Linked DNA regions of Gossypium arboreum: region 2 is linked to region 1. Evidence: chromatin contacts called from public Hi-C data. All regions are on one chromosome and are shown on one strand. Each heading gives the region's core, a stretch centred on a gene start, on an enhancer-like site or on the middle of the called end of the contact. The rest is flanking DNA. Distances are from core to core; before and after follow the strand shown.

Region 1 (7,397 bases), core at 2,103-4,602:
CAAGAAATGCTAGGATCTATACATCATATTAACGGCATAAAGAAGTTGTGACTACAGCCCATTGTTAACCAGGATTAAATAATTATTTTTATTTTTATTTAAATAAAAACACTTACATGTTTGAAATTATGGGTAAAACGATTCATATTATATTAAAAAATACATCAAATGATGTAATAATACAAAACTTAGAACGAATTAGAAATTATGAAGCCAAAAAAGACAACACCGGAAACACTAAATATACAGAAAACGACAACTTTCTCTAAATTTAACACTAAATGAAATAAATACCATTCCACTTCTTATTTTCAATGTTTAATTATTTAAAATTAATTTATTGAAAATGAATAAACTTGAAAAGAAAAGGGTTCTTTTTGGGGTTTAATTTCTTGGTTCTTTCATTTTCATGGAAAATAACAGATTAAGTACTAAAATTCAAATTAAAAAATGCTAAATGCCATATTTTGCAGTCGACTGCATGAATGAACTAAATTGAGCTTTGAGTTCAAATATAACTTCCACTGGATGATAAATGTTCTAAAAGAAATAATGGAAGGATGACATAAAAAAAAAATGAGCAGAAAAAGAGGGTTCAGCCAATTATCAATGAAACAATCGACCATTGCATTCTTTTTCTAAAACTCCGAAATGGGAGAAAGAAATTCATAAGATATAAAAATGGCAGTTCCATATGAATCATATACTATTGTGATACAGTAATCAATCCAATGATGAACACAAGTTTAAATGATTGTAACATGTAATCAAGAATTTGTCTTCCGGTTTATGATTAGAGGCCCAAACCTTAGATGCCTCGAGCTCACTTCTTTGTTTCTCACTCGTGATCTTTTCAGTGAGGAAGTATGGGAGGGGCAATTGTGCGTGTGTTATATGATTTACAGTGACTGCATTTCTGCCCTATTATGTGGAAGTAAACTTCTGTAGTGTCATTGCAGTCATTGCATAGGATCCAAACCTGCATTCGTTTGTTAAATCAAGATATACGTGATTCGGATATAAAGCAACAGGTTGTTCGATATGAACAAGAATCATAGTATGCACACACCTTCTTGTGCCGGTAGTCCTCTGGCATTACAGTTGCTTCTATCTGACAACAAACAAGATAATTATGTTGTGAATCAGTGTGGACAAAAACAGAATGAAGCAACTAAATCAAAGACAAGGCTGTTAATTACGAGTTTGATGAGCTTAAAGTCGAACAATATGTACCTCTTCGTCTATCCTCTTCCAGGTTCTAGACATATCGATTACTGACTTCGAGCATATAGGACAACAATATCTGAGCAAACAACACTGTTTTAAATTCGGAAGAACAACTAGAACAGTTAAGATTATACAAGGAAGAACTCGTTGTCACTCACTTGTTTCGCTTTATCATCTCATAGTAACATTCGCAGTGCATCGTGTGACCGCATTTCATCACAGTGGTATCTTTCAACGAATCGAATAGGTACTGGAGATACAATACGATCCACTATTAGCGGATACAAATATTTACTAAATATAATTGCAGGAAGTAGAAAAGATGAACCTCATAACATATGGGGCAATGATGCCGCATCGAGTTCTCCACGCACAAATGATTATCTCGCAACGCAATGGCATAGCAAGACCCTGCCCAATGGCATAAGTACGTGTGGTTATTGTGCAAAACAAATAGATGTACCATTGAATAAAAGAGATACTGTAAGCAGGGGATGGAATTCAATGTTTAAACTCCTCAAAACACGATTGACTGATGTTTTCGGTGAGTTCACATCAAAATAGTATAGTTCTAAATTAAAGTAGAAGAATATAAACATGAAAATGAACTCATAAGTATAGTGTACTGAGAACAACGACGAACAAAAACAAGACCGATTATGAAAGTGCATGACAGCAAAATCCAGAATAGTTCGAAACAACCCAATGAAAAATGCAAATTATTGAATACGACTGAATATGAAATAAAAAATCAGCCACAAATACCATTACAAAGTAAAAAATGGGATTGAATCTAAGAACTTTGAACCAAGCATGATAAGGTAAGAAATGGGATATAAAGGTGTTAAGTACATACCGCACTTTTTGCAATGAAAAAAGTTATCACGACCTCCGACTCTGTATCAAAAATCATTCTATTAAGTCTCATAGCTTGAATTCAAGCAATCAAGACGAAAATAACAGCCATATATACTTAAAACTTGGTAACTAACCTGCAGATCCCACAATCATGGCAATGAAAGTGCTCCTTCTCGGTCTGCGTTAGATGTAACCGAACGGTAAACATTAATGGAAAAAATAAACATTATATAGTAAAACACACAAGGATCAAACGCCCATCCATTCCTTATATCTTAAGCTAATGTTTATCAACTATTTCATTAGTTATATCTTGAAAAAACTTAAGTACTTACATCGTCATCAAAGAACATGCAAATTGCACAGAAATATTCTCCCATGTTGACGCCACAATTTGAACAAAGTTGAGCGACCTACACAACATAAAAAACCAACACCCAAAGTGAAAACATAAACCAAAGAAAAGGGTCCTTTTGTGTCTTAAAAGATACAAATCTGAAACACAAACCGGCTGCTCTGTGTCACAAACCGAACAAATAACCTACACAGAAACAAATTGGCACAAATGATTAACTTGAAAACAGAAAGACAATAAATTGAAAGAAAAGAAAAACACAGCGATTTTCAATTTCGTACTTGTTTAACGCCTTGGCGAACAATCTCGTGCCTGTCCATGGGGTTCTTTAACAAGCTCTGAAGAACCAATAAGTGAATCCAAATACAATGAATACCCAGAACAAGAAATTGCATAAACAGTCAGAAACGTGGGAGCTTTCAGCTTAAAACATAGAAAAAAAAGGGGGGGGAATGCAGAAAAAATGCTGAAAACGAATACCGAAGCCTCATTGTGGCAATGGCGACACCAGAAAACCTCGTTGCAACATGGAGCTCGAATCTTACATCTCCTCCTATAATGTTGGCATCTATAAAAGGAAAAAACAAACAAACCCAATGAATCATTGATGGAAAAGACCCCCAAAAAAACAAAAAAGGGATAAGAAGAAAGAAGAGATACCCATATCCCATCTTCCCAAAATGAAGGCGTTCATTGGCTGAAGAGGCCTCCATCTCCAGGAGAATTGGAAGACAAATTTTGTTCTTTTCTTCTTGGATTATCCAGAGGAAACCAAGAAAGAAGAGGGGGTTTCCTGAATTGGGAAGATGGGATTTAAATTTTCTTGGATTGTCGTGGATTCTTAAATGAAGAGAAAAGAACCCCAACCCCGCCTTCAAAGGGCCACTCGTTTATATAAAAATATAAAAATATAACAATAGCTATCTTACATATTAAAAGGCAATAGTAATTGAATACCCAAAAAAAGAAAAAGGCAATAGTAATTATTGAATAATAGAAATAATGAGATTCTGTTGGGAGAGAGAGACAAAGGATAAGGTGGGGGGAGTGCCTGCCAGTGATGACTTTAAGATAGAGGGACCAGTTGCCGCAGTGTCAGCGACTCGTGTTTCAGTCCGTAATTTTTCTTTTTGGGGGCATTTTAACAATCATGTGCAAGTCGCTTTTTGTTTCCATTCAACTTGAAGCTGAATCCAAAAATTGTTCTTCCTTCATATCAATTGATTAAACTTAAAACCTGAATTATGGTTTTCCTTATTGCATTATCCAAAGAAAAACATGAATAACAGGTTGAGTATTTTCAGAAAAAAATTTAGATTCAAAATGTTAGAGATGATATTGTTGAGAGATATGAATAGTAAAATAGAAATTAAGAATAAAAAATTTAAACTCTACTAAATTAAAATACATTGATTACATTTTCAATTTAATTTGCGATTTAACTTTTCTTATTTATATAATATTATTACTATCATTAATATTATTACTATCATTAATCTCATATTTTAGTTTAATAAGTTAAAAAAGGAATCTTTTAGTGATAAATTAATGAAAAAAATTTGATAAATATAATTTCCTTTTAAGTGACATAAAAACTTTTGAGTTTTGGATTTAAATTAAAAATTACGTCAGCTCGACTAATGAACTTTTAAATATATTTAAATTTAGGCATAATAAACCCTAACTTAAGCATTAAAGTAAAATTAGTTTAATTCAAATTTTATTTATTTTAACACATTATTTATGAGCAGTAGAGTTCACGTTGATGGTCACAAAACACAATAATAATTATTATTACAATTCTTATTATATTCTTGAAACTAATGATTTAGAATACAATTGTATGTTTAAAAATAACATCTAATCTAGAGTATGGTTATATTCTTTCTCTTATTTATATAGTTTTTTATGTTGATGGTACCTAATCTAAAAATTTTCTCTTGAAATTGTCAAGGGTGTGCTAGTAGAAATTTTTTTCAGGCCTTCCGCCAATATAATTTGGAGCATAGTCCAGATATTGTATGCCTGGTTGAACCTAGAGTAAGCGGTAAAAAAACCAATTTTATTATTGAACAATTGGGCTTCAATTCTTCTCATCGGGTTGAAGCTGTATGGAAGGATTCTTTTAGAATTCGCATTATGTAGTAATCATCCTCAATATATTTCCCGTAGCGTTGACAATTTTATTTTAAATAAGTCTCTTTTAATCACTTTTGTTTATGGTAGCCCTGACAGGTTGAAACACAAGCTCCTTTGGGATAGTTTAAAATTTGTATCTCTAGTCCAGCCTATTCCTTGGCTCATCATGGGGGATTTTAACGCTATTTTATCTCCTGCAGATAAGAGAAGCCCTTTTAATATAGGTAAACGCTGTGAATTTTTTTTTAATTTCGTTGACTCTTATGCTTTGCAGGATTTAGGGTTTAGTGGACCCCCCTTCACATGACAATGCGGTGGTACTTTTGTAAGATTGGATCGGGCTTTAGCAAATGATGATTGGATGCTAACTTTTCTGCAGTGCTTGGTTCACTCGTACTAAATCTGAACATCAGCCTCTTTTGCTATCCACTAGTCTGAATCATGGCGTTCCTAAAGGAAGACCTTTCAGATTTTTAGCAGGATGGATGCATCATAAATCTTTCCCCACTTTTGTTAAAGATAAGTGGAATTTTGCTGGTAATATGGTTGATTCTCTTAATAATTTTACTTTTTCTGTTAAACTTTGGAATAGGGATGTGTATGGTTTTTTAGGTGTTCGAAAACATCTCCTTTTGAGATCTCTTAGTAATATTCAAAAGGCCATTAACCATTTTTCATCTAGTCAACTCAGAAAGAATTGGAAGTTCGTGATGAATTGGAAAACATCCTTGACCATGAAGACTTACTTTGGAGACAAAAGGCTCATTGTGACTGGTTGCAGTTGGGAGATAAAAACACAAAATTCTCTCATAATCGCACGATTAAGAGAAGGAAATTCAATCGCATTTCTACCTTACATATAAATGGTGGAGATTGGTGTTCTGATCAAGATATCTTGCAATCTAAAGCGGTAGAATTCTTTGAAAGGCTGTATGGCGAGACTCCCCCTATTTTAAGAGGTACGCCTTGTTTTGGTTTTCCTAACCTTACTCTTTCAGAAATCTCTTTTTTGGAAGCTGAAGTCACAGATGAGGAAATCAAAAGGGCGATTTTTGATATGGCGCCTCTAAAAGCGCCTGGTAGTGATGGATATAATGCCCTCTTTTTTCAAAGTTAGTGGGATACTCTTGGTAGAGATGTGTGTCAATGGGTCAAAGAGGACTTCTCTGGAAGACAGATTGATCAGGAACTGAATAACACGCTGATTGTCTTAATTCCCAAAAAAGAGAATCCTAAAGATTTCAGCCAATTTCGGCCCATTAGCTTGTGCTCTGTGCTTTACAAGTTGGTGATGAAAGTGATCGCTAATAGGTTTAAGGTGATTTTTCCCAAGCTAATCTCCCAGGAAAACTGGTTTTATAGTTGGCCGGAATATTTTAGACAACATTATTCTTGCTCAGGAGGTTATTCACTCCATGCGGTGTAAGCGGAAAGGGAAAAACTGGATGGCCTTTAAGTTAGACTTGGAAAAAGCATATGACAGAGTTAGCTGGGAGATACTTCTTTGAATGCAGCCAGAATCCCTATTTTTTTGCGTAAAGTGATCATGTCAGCTATTTCGTCCTCTTCTATGCAGATCCTTTGGAATAGTGTGCCTACTCGTAAGTTTAAACCAGTTAGAGGAATCCGTCAAGGATGCCCTCTGTTGCCATACCTATTTGTTCTCTGCATGGAATGGTTGGGGCACATTATTCGCATGAAAATGGAGTTAGGTAATTGGGAATTAATTCGGTTATCAAGCAATAGCCCTAATATCTCTCATTTATTTTTTGCGGACGACCTTGTTATCTTTTGTAAAGCTTATCTTGATCAAGCTTGGCTGTTCGATTCCATCCTTAAGCAGTTTTGTGAGACTTCGAGGCATCGAATTAGCATTAGGAAGAGTAGTATCTTCTTTTCCAAGATTACATCAAGTGATGTTCACAATAAAATTATTCAAATGTTTGGTTTTCAAGAAGTTTAGAATTTAGGTAAGTATTTAGGTGTGCCTCTCCTTCATGAAAGGTTTATCAAAAATACTCTAAGCTTTATGGTGGATAAGGTAAGGCAAAAACTACAGAGTTGGGATGCTAGGACGCTATCCATGGCAGGGAAAATCACCTTAGCACAATCAGTTCTTCTTTCTATCCCAAATTTTTTATGAAGTCTCTGATGATTCCGAGAGGTGTCTGCTTGTAGATTGAAAAGTTGGTTAGATATTTTATTTGGGGTCACACTGAAGGTCCTTCTAAAATGTCTTTAGTTGGATGGGACTCCATTTGTCAGCCTCGGGCTCGAGGTGGTCCTGGTTTTAGAAATTTAGAAGATTAGAATAAGCCTTTTCTTATGAAAATAGGGTTTAGTCTTGTCTCCAAAAGTGATGTTCTATGGGTTCGTGTCCTTCGCTCCAAGTATAGTTGGAAAGATCAAATATTGGATTCGATTAGTAGGAATCAATGTTCCCATTTATGGAGAGCTCTTGCTAAGATATGGTCGTTATTCCATGAAAATTTAATTTGGTCTCTTGGTGATAGCTCTACTATCCGGTGTTGGAAGAATCTTTTGATTCCAGGTATGGGTTCTCTATTTTCTAAAATTCCATTTTTTACTAACCTTGATCTTAACTGTCATGTTAGGGAGTTCATAAATTCGGATGGAAGCTGGAATTTGGATCTGTTTCGTGTTTGGCTTTCTCAAGAAGTGATTTGCAGGATTATTAGTATTCCTCCTCCGCATTCTAACTCTGGATCAGACAGGGTGATATGGGTTCGGTCATCTTCGAGAGCCTTTTCGATTCGTAGTGCTTATTGGGCCTTAAAAGAAACTTACTGGAATTCTC
Region 2 (7,397 bases), core at 3,512-6,011, 220 kb after region 1:
GAGAATCAATTCAGAGACCGGACTTCAACGGCTTTGTAATTCTATTTGCAAAATCCAAATTCATTTTCTAATTTAACTTTACTTTCGATTTCTTTAATTTCTTATTTATGCTATCTCAATTATTTAATTTTTAGACATTTCCAACTCCCTTAATTTATTCAATTTATTTTTCAACAGGTCCATTTGGAGTCATGGGCATGACTATTGCCATGATTATTGACTCGATCGAAATTCTGGTCACAAGAAAAACACAGAAGTTTATCATAATTTTCAATCCATATGGACTCGACCCTACTACTCTTTACTACTGTTTAGAGTTATTTTATTGCAGGAATTATTTTGGGTAGTTTCAACGCCCATCAAGGAGTCATTTGTTCTAATGTTCAAGACAAAGTATTTCCCAAATTGGACTTTATAGATGGCATATTGGTCTTTCAATCAGATTGCTCATTTTTTATTAAACTAATGACATGTTGTGGTTCATCTACTAATCTAAGTTGTCTTTTCGTATTACGATCCAACCATATAATATCGCTTAGAATTAGTTAAAAATTGGATAATTAGTGAGCTAATATTTGGTTCCATTTTACTTTGCGTGCAAAAACCATTGAGGACAATATACAAAAGGTATTAATGTAATTCATGGATAATTTTATTAAACTAATTTGTTCGAAAAAAATACAAGTGTACATAGACGAAAACACTACACTCAGGGTACTAAATCCAACATCTTTCCCTTTGAACCACAAAGAAAAGTCCTAGGGCATTCTCTTTATCATCCAATGAATACATATACTAAAAAAACAACATGTTTGGTCATATATTGCACTGAGTTCAGAGTATGATGAACCCAATAACCAACCATCAAGAGCTACAACCAACTACTTGGGTGCTAGTCTATATGCATTTAGAAGATCTTGAACAAAAGCACAAGAAGGAAGGTGAAAGTCTACTTTTAAGACATGCAAAGGCAAATAAAATCTAGGCCTGCCCCCACCATAATTTAGCCCAAAGACTTCGCTTAAGTGGTGTGGCCCACTCGAAGCTCTAAAATTGTACTTAGAATACTTCGAAAGAAGCCTTTATGTAACATCTTCACCCGACTTGATCATCGAATCTAGGTGTAAAGTGCCACAAATAGTCCAATTTGGAATAAATATCAAATTTCAAGGTTAATAACTTCTAGACTAATTTTATTAATTAATAGCTATTTACTAACAAAAGAAACCTTAAAATTTAAAATAAAGTTTACTATCTCTAGACACATACCGTAAGGGATCTACATAACCACAACATGTTCCACCTCAAGATGAAGCCTCTAAGTGTACCCACTTTCTATGTGCATGACTCTTACTGACAATGATCCTTGATCTATCACAGTCTAGTTGGTCCCTCCTCAAGCTATTTATCCTATGATTCTTGCAAACCACAAGCCAACACCTTCGTAAATTCAATGCACTTAGGAGTTTCTACTACATTACACTAAATAAACCCCATCTTGCAGGGGTTTTCAGATAGAGAAGATTCAAACACACTACTCCCTGTTTCGTTTTAACTATTTTGGTGTGCCTGGGTGTCAAACATTTATTCTTCATCCGCCTATCTTTAATAGCAGAGTGGGTACATTCGTAATGGATTTTCATTAAGGAGACATAGTCTTAACAGACATACTTGTCACTTGTGTCATCCCTCTTAGCACTTCTTTAGGTTCAGGGTGCCCAACTGACCCCTCTATTCCAAGTAAACTCACTGAGGTGCTTATGATTGTGTTTCTAACCTACCAAAAATTCTTATCGACAGATTCTTACTACGATCCTCAACTAATTCTCCTTTCGTTTACCCATACACTAAGCTTTATTGGCTCGTCAGTCCCCATGACTGGCTCTTGTCGGGATATTACCCTTATGCCTTACCAGCTTCCATGATTACTGTTTTGATAGACTATTTCCCATTTCTATTACATTTTTCCTTCATTGACGGACTACTCCATGTTTACTGTCCCAGCAGACTACTCCAGTTACCAAAGTTGAGCTATGGTTTTAGACTTTATACCTCTTTAAGGTGTCACATCAAACAACCTTATCGTCATTGCGGTGTCACCCCATAAAGCCTACCGACTGCCATTGCGGTGTTGCTCTGTGGAAACTTATGCTATCAACATTGATTTATCTCATATTCACATTGATCCTCGAACACCAAAGTGTCCCCCTGCAAGGCCTACAGCTTTCCACATCACGGTTTGCTCCCAACAATCTCGGATGGTGAAATTTTAACGGAATTCTATTTTCTCCTATTCTTGATGCTTGAACACCGCAGTTCCCCCTCCACAAGGTCCAGAGCTTCGCATATCAAGGTTTGCACACAGCAATATCGTATGGCAATATCTAACAAAAATTTTTATTCTTATATCATAGCTCCATCTATCCCTTCGATTATTTTCCCACCATTCATTCAGGTAATATATGTGTTTCACTTTCATTACTACATGGAACATGCTATCCTTTTTAAATGTAGATTTCTAACTATCTCATACATACTAAGCTACGTAGCAGATACCATATATCAAACAATCTTATGCAAGCTTGGTATATGCAATCAGCAGAATTCATTCATCATAATAGGACTTAACACAAAACCGAGACAACTGCCAAGTATTTCAGTAAATAGAGTACAAAAACTCACCTGACACTTCTTTACCTCCTTCTCCGCTTAGCTTTTCTAAACGCTAGAGCTTCTACTCTTCTGGTAGCTAAGCATGAAAAATCCAAAATCATGAGTTAAACTTAGTATTTTCATATTAAAACTCAGGTTTCCAGAAAGCATGTAGAATCCCCTAAAATGGTTCTAATAACCCTTAACTTTGTTTTCTAAATCTTATGTACACCAAAGGGCTTAGAACCTTACTAACTCCTTGGATTTTCTACTTCTCTAAGTAATTCATCACGATCATTGCTTCGTGTAGAGCTTTTTATAACTATCACTTCCTCGAAGCATCTAAGGAAGAAGATGAAGATAGGGAGAAAAATGAAACAGAATCAAGATGAATCCTCTTTTGGAAGTCACCTCTTAGCTATTTATAACCCTTCTTCTATAACCTTTAATCGTGTAAAATCCATCCATTGATAATCATGGTGTCTCCCATTAAAGAAACAACTGGTTTGAATCCAACCAAACTAGCATTAGATTTTAACCAAGTCCTAAATTGGTTACTATCTTCTCTTGATTTTCCAGTAGAGATCGCCAACTTATGGCTTCTTTTAATGTAACCCCTTAATTATTTCTTAATTTCCAGTTTCAGTGGAAGCCGGGTGTGACACTCTATACCTCAACACCCTTTACATTTGTTGTTTAATGGTGGTGCATTCAAATTGACCAATAGCATTCTATTCATCCAAGGCTCATTTCACAAATGAGTTTTCCCTTTTTGAGGTTGTACCCATCACAATCGCTTATCTTAGGTGGCAGAAAACCTGTCCCTTGGCTGTGGAGGTGATGGTTAGCTCATTGTAGACCTTCTCTCTCTTATAAACCTTTGACCCCTAGCCATTGTAGATTCTTGTGGCAAAAATGGCAAAAGAACAAACGAAAAGTTGAAAGCAAAACATATGGAAAACCCTTAAACTTTGAAGTTGGCAACAACTAAAGAAAAATTAAGAAAATGTAAGAATTCAAGAAAACATTAATGGCTTCATAGATGATTGGAACCCAAATTTATAGATTTTTCTAACAAGATTTCATAAAGGCACCGTTTTGGGCTCGAAGGCCATGGCCAATGGCATCTAGCCATGTACCGTGTCAAACATCTTTCATCATGGTCACTTCTCCCTAAACATAATCAAATTTATGATGAAACTTCTACAATAGATGCAATAACTCTTCGCTTTCCACGGTAAGGGGAAGCATTTTTCATCTTCTTTAAAAAGTTACATAGATGAATATCTCAAGAAAGGCCATTGTATAACCTCTTGTTCGACTAGAGGACTATTGTTATACCCCTTCGCTACATAGACACGTGTCAGCGTGGCAAAAAAGTTGACTTCCTTTTTTACTCCATTTAAGATAGTATCTTAGTTGGCCACCCACCTAAACTTGGGGAGTTGTAACACCTTTTCATCATCAATACCACCTGCTTTTAGGTGTGAACACACTCTTAATTCAATAAGGAGCTTGTTTAGGCATAAGTTCATTGTATTAATCGAGTACATAATAAGATGGGCCCTACGGTGCACACCCTTCACGCCCATAAATATCTTTTACGCATCTTGTAGGATTGAGTATTTATCCTGCCACGTCACACTTGTGGACATGAGTACCTTACCTATAAATACCCTTACAACGATGAAAAAAAAGATTGACCTTTTGAAACCCTCAAGTTACTTTGAGCAAACCTCTCATCTTTCACCTTAGTTAATCTATTCTCTTGTTTCTTTTTTACTCTTCTCCTTTCTAGGTGAACCGACCGTCACTGATTCACCACTATATCCTCCTTTATTGGGCCTTGTATCAACATACTATGTTCTCCTTTAAAGAAAGAATATTGTCTTTGTAATCTTCAATCATGGTGTTCATGTAAAAATGTTCATGAAATGAATTGCAATTTAGAATTTTAAATCTTATTGAAAACTATTAAAAGAAAATTATTATGAAAATTTAATTCAACTAATTCTATTCAACTTTTAAAATTCAATCCAAATTAAATTGAATTTTAATAAATCGATTTTGAAAAAACTTTAACATGGCAACTCAAATCGGTGAATTGAAGGGTTGGAACTTTGCCAACTCCGAGAACGACGACGCTGAGGCCTGAGGTAGGCAGCCAGCGGGTTAAGTAGGCGGGAAATCGTGGTTTCTCTAATTGGCGGGAAATTCCTCAATTGACACTCAATCCACTTCAAAGCATTAAATCTCCCCATCTCCAAATCCAACGGCCACAAATTTACCAACTTTATTTCACTCTCAATTTTATTTTGCACCCCATAACTTCCCTTACAAATAAATATTCGGCCTTTTATACAGTCACTCTTTTTTTTTCTTTCACTGAACGAAAAATAGAAGACAAAGAGAAAGAAGAAACCCTCGATCTGTCAAAGTGATGGCGAAATCGTCGAAGCCGGCGTCGTCTGATGAAGTCCTATCCAACGGCTCCAATTCTTCTGAAGATGAGCGAATCAACGACCGGATGGAGGAAGACGACGACGACGAAGAGCTCGAAGCCGTTGCATGCTCCGACGCCGCTTCCGACGAAGACGATGAACCCGTCCCTGAAGAAATCGCCGATGAGGTCTTTTACTATTTGCCCCCTCTTATCAACTTCTTTATCTTGCTTTCAAAATTTTTTCCTTTTGGTTGTTGTTTATAGTTAGGGTTTGCTAATGATTGAAAAACTTTACTTTTAAACTTTTAGTTTGTACACTCTAGAATGAATTATGCTCCTAGGGAAGCTTAATTTCAACTTTAATGTTCCTATCTAAATGATTTTTTTTTTTGTAGGACGAGTCTAACGGTGATGATCCAGAAGTTAGTAAGCGTGAAAAGGAAAGGTTAAAAGAAATGCAGAAGCTAAAGAAGCAGAAGGTTCAGGAAATATTGGACGCTCAGAATGCTGCCATTGATGCCGATATGGTGTGTATTCTATAGAAAAGTTCACATTCAGTTATTTTAAGTATAATTGATGGTTCTGTAATGCTTGATTTGTGGCAGAATAATAGGGGGAAGGGGCGTTTGAAGTATCTTTTGCAGCAAACCGAGTTGTTTGCTCATTTTGCTAAAGGTGACCAATCTTCATCACAAAAGAAGGTGAAAGGAAGGTACAGAATATATACTGCAAAATATGTTGAAATCCGCGATTTATCCTTTTTTGTGTTGTTTTTATGATATTGCTGGTTGTAAACAATGCATTTTTTTTTTTATCATTTGGCTTTGATGATTTTCATTGTTTTTTTTTTTTTGGAACTACTTTATATTAAAGTTGTTTTGACTTAGACATTCTCTAGTAATGGTTTCCACCAATTGTTTAATGTAGGGGCCGTCATGCTTCAAAAGTAACTGAAGAGGAAGAAGATGAAGAGTGTTTGAAGGAGGAAGAAGATGGTTTGTCTGGAAATACTAGATTGGTGGCTCAGCCTTCTTGTAAGTTCTTTCTCTCTTGCTCACCTAGACCTATCAGTTGGAGAAATCAGTTCAACTTTTTTCATTTCTCCATCTCTGTATCTCTAGGTATTCAGGGAAAGATGAGGGACTACCAACTTGCTGGTTTAAATTGGCTTATACGACTGTATGAGAATGGTATCAACGGAATTCTAGCAGATGAAATGGTATGTGGTGTAGCTGTGACTTTATAGATTGTTTACTTTTTAAGTTCATTATCAAGTCTCGATTCTACGGTCAGAACAAGCAGCAATGTCACTGGCTGATGTTTGTTCACTAAATGTTTGAATGCAGGGATTGGGAAAAACTTTGCAAACCATTTCCTTAATGGGCTATCTGCATGAATACCGTGGGATTACTGGCCCTCATATGGTTGTTGCTCCAAAATCAACTCTTGGTAACTGGATGAATGAAATTCGTCGGTTTTGCCCAGTCTTGCGAGCTGTAAAGTTTCTTGGGAATCCTGAGGAACGAGTAAGTTGCTTGATGCATGCTTTACCGTTTACTCTATACATGATTCTTGATGCCTTTTAATTTCTACAGAGATACATCCGTGAGGAGTTACTGGTTGCTGGGAAGTTTGATGTCTGTGTCACAAGTTTTGAAATGGCCATCAAGGAGAAGTCTGCCTTGCGTCGTTTTAGTTGGCGCTATATAATTATTGATGAAGCCCATCGAATCAAGAATGAGAATTCACTCCTTTCAAAAACAATGAGACTCTACAATACTAATTACCGTCTTCTTATTACGGGTACTCCACTTCAGGTATGCATCCAAATGTTCTTTGATATGGAAGTACTTACTGAGTTTTATATGTCTACTTCCAGTCTTGGCGTCTGCTTACTTCACCATAAATGCCTATGCTATTTAATGTTCTTGACTTGCATTTCAGTTGAAAAGTTGGTCTAGCATGTATCCCTTTTTCTTGGTTGGGTCCTTTTTAGGTTCCACCTGAAATGATTTTGCTAATATTTTTTTTTATCTGTTTTGTACTTCATTTGTTATTCATATTAGCCTGATCAATAGTGACTGTTTTTTCTTGTCTTGTTGATTTCTTGTACTTGAATCATTTTAACACTTCATTGGTCAGTACATGTAATAATCTTGGTATCTTTTGATTTCTTTTTTGCAGAATAATCTCCATGAGCTTTGGTCTCTTCTTAACTTTTTATTGCCGGAGATTTTTAGTTCAGCTGAAACCTTTGATGAGTGGTTCCAGATTTCTGGTGAAAATGATCAGCAGGAAGTCG

Evidence for each region. Hi-C and Micro-C count contacts between places; a contact is called where the count stands out from the background.
Region 2: a contact with region 1 is called in a Hi-C map of leaf, with 6 times the contacts expected there. The contact joins the promoter of LOC108450009 here to the promoter of LOC108484295 in region 1. A contact is called at or near these places in 2 of 5 Hi-C or Micro-C datasets (both in leaf).

Annotation. Positions count from the first base shown.
Region 1 is chr10:102,373,250-102,380,646 of ASM2569848v2, forward strand. It overlaps LOC108484295 (E3 ubiquitin-protein ligase MIEL1), which reads right to left and starts at 3,353. Exons shown (of 12, transcript XM_017788028.2): 1 at 3,101-3,353; 2 at 2,921-3,008; 3 at 2,722-2,778; 4 at 2,594-2,626; 5 at 2,421-2,498; 6 at 2,220-2,263; 7 at 2,084-2,124; 8 at 1,556-1,638; 9 at 1,386-1,477; 10 at 1,234-1,303; 11 at 1,070-1,111; 12 at 604-979. The coding sequence starts at 3,153. The coding sequence ends at 854.
Region 2 is chr10:102,589,704-102,597,100 of ASM2569848v2, forward strand. It overlaps LOC108450009 (ISWI chromatin-remodeling complex ATPase CHR11), which reads left to right and starts at 4,762. Exons shown (of 25, transcript XM_017747427.2): 1 at 4,762-5,281; 2 at 5,491-5,622; 3 at 5,701-5,807; 4 at 6,023-6,129; 5 at 6,217-6,314; 6 at 6,442-6,621; 7 at 6,691-6,912; 8 at 7,280-7,397. The coding sequence starts at 5,093.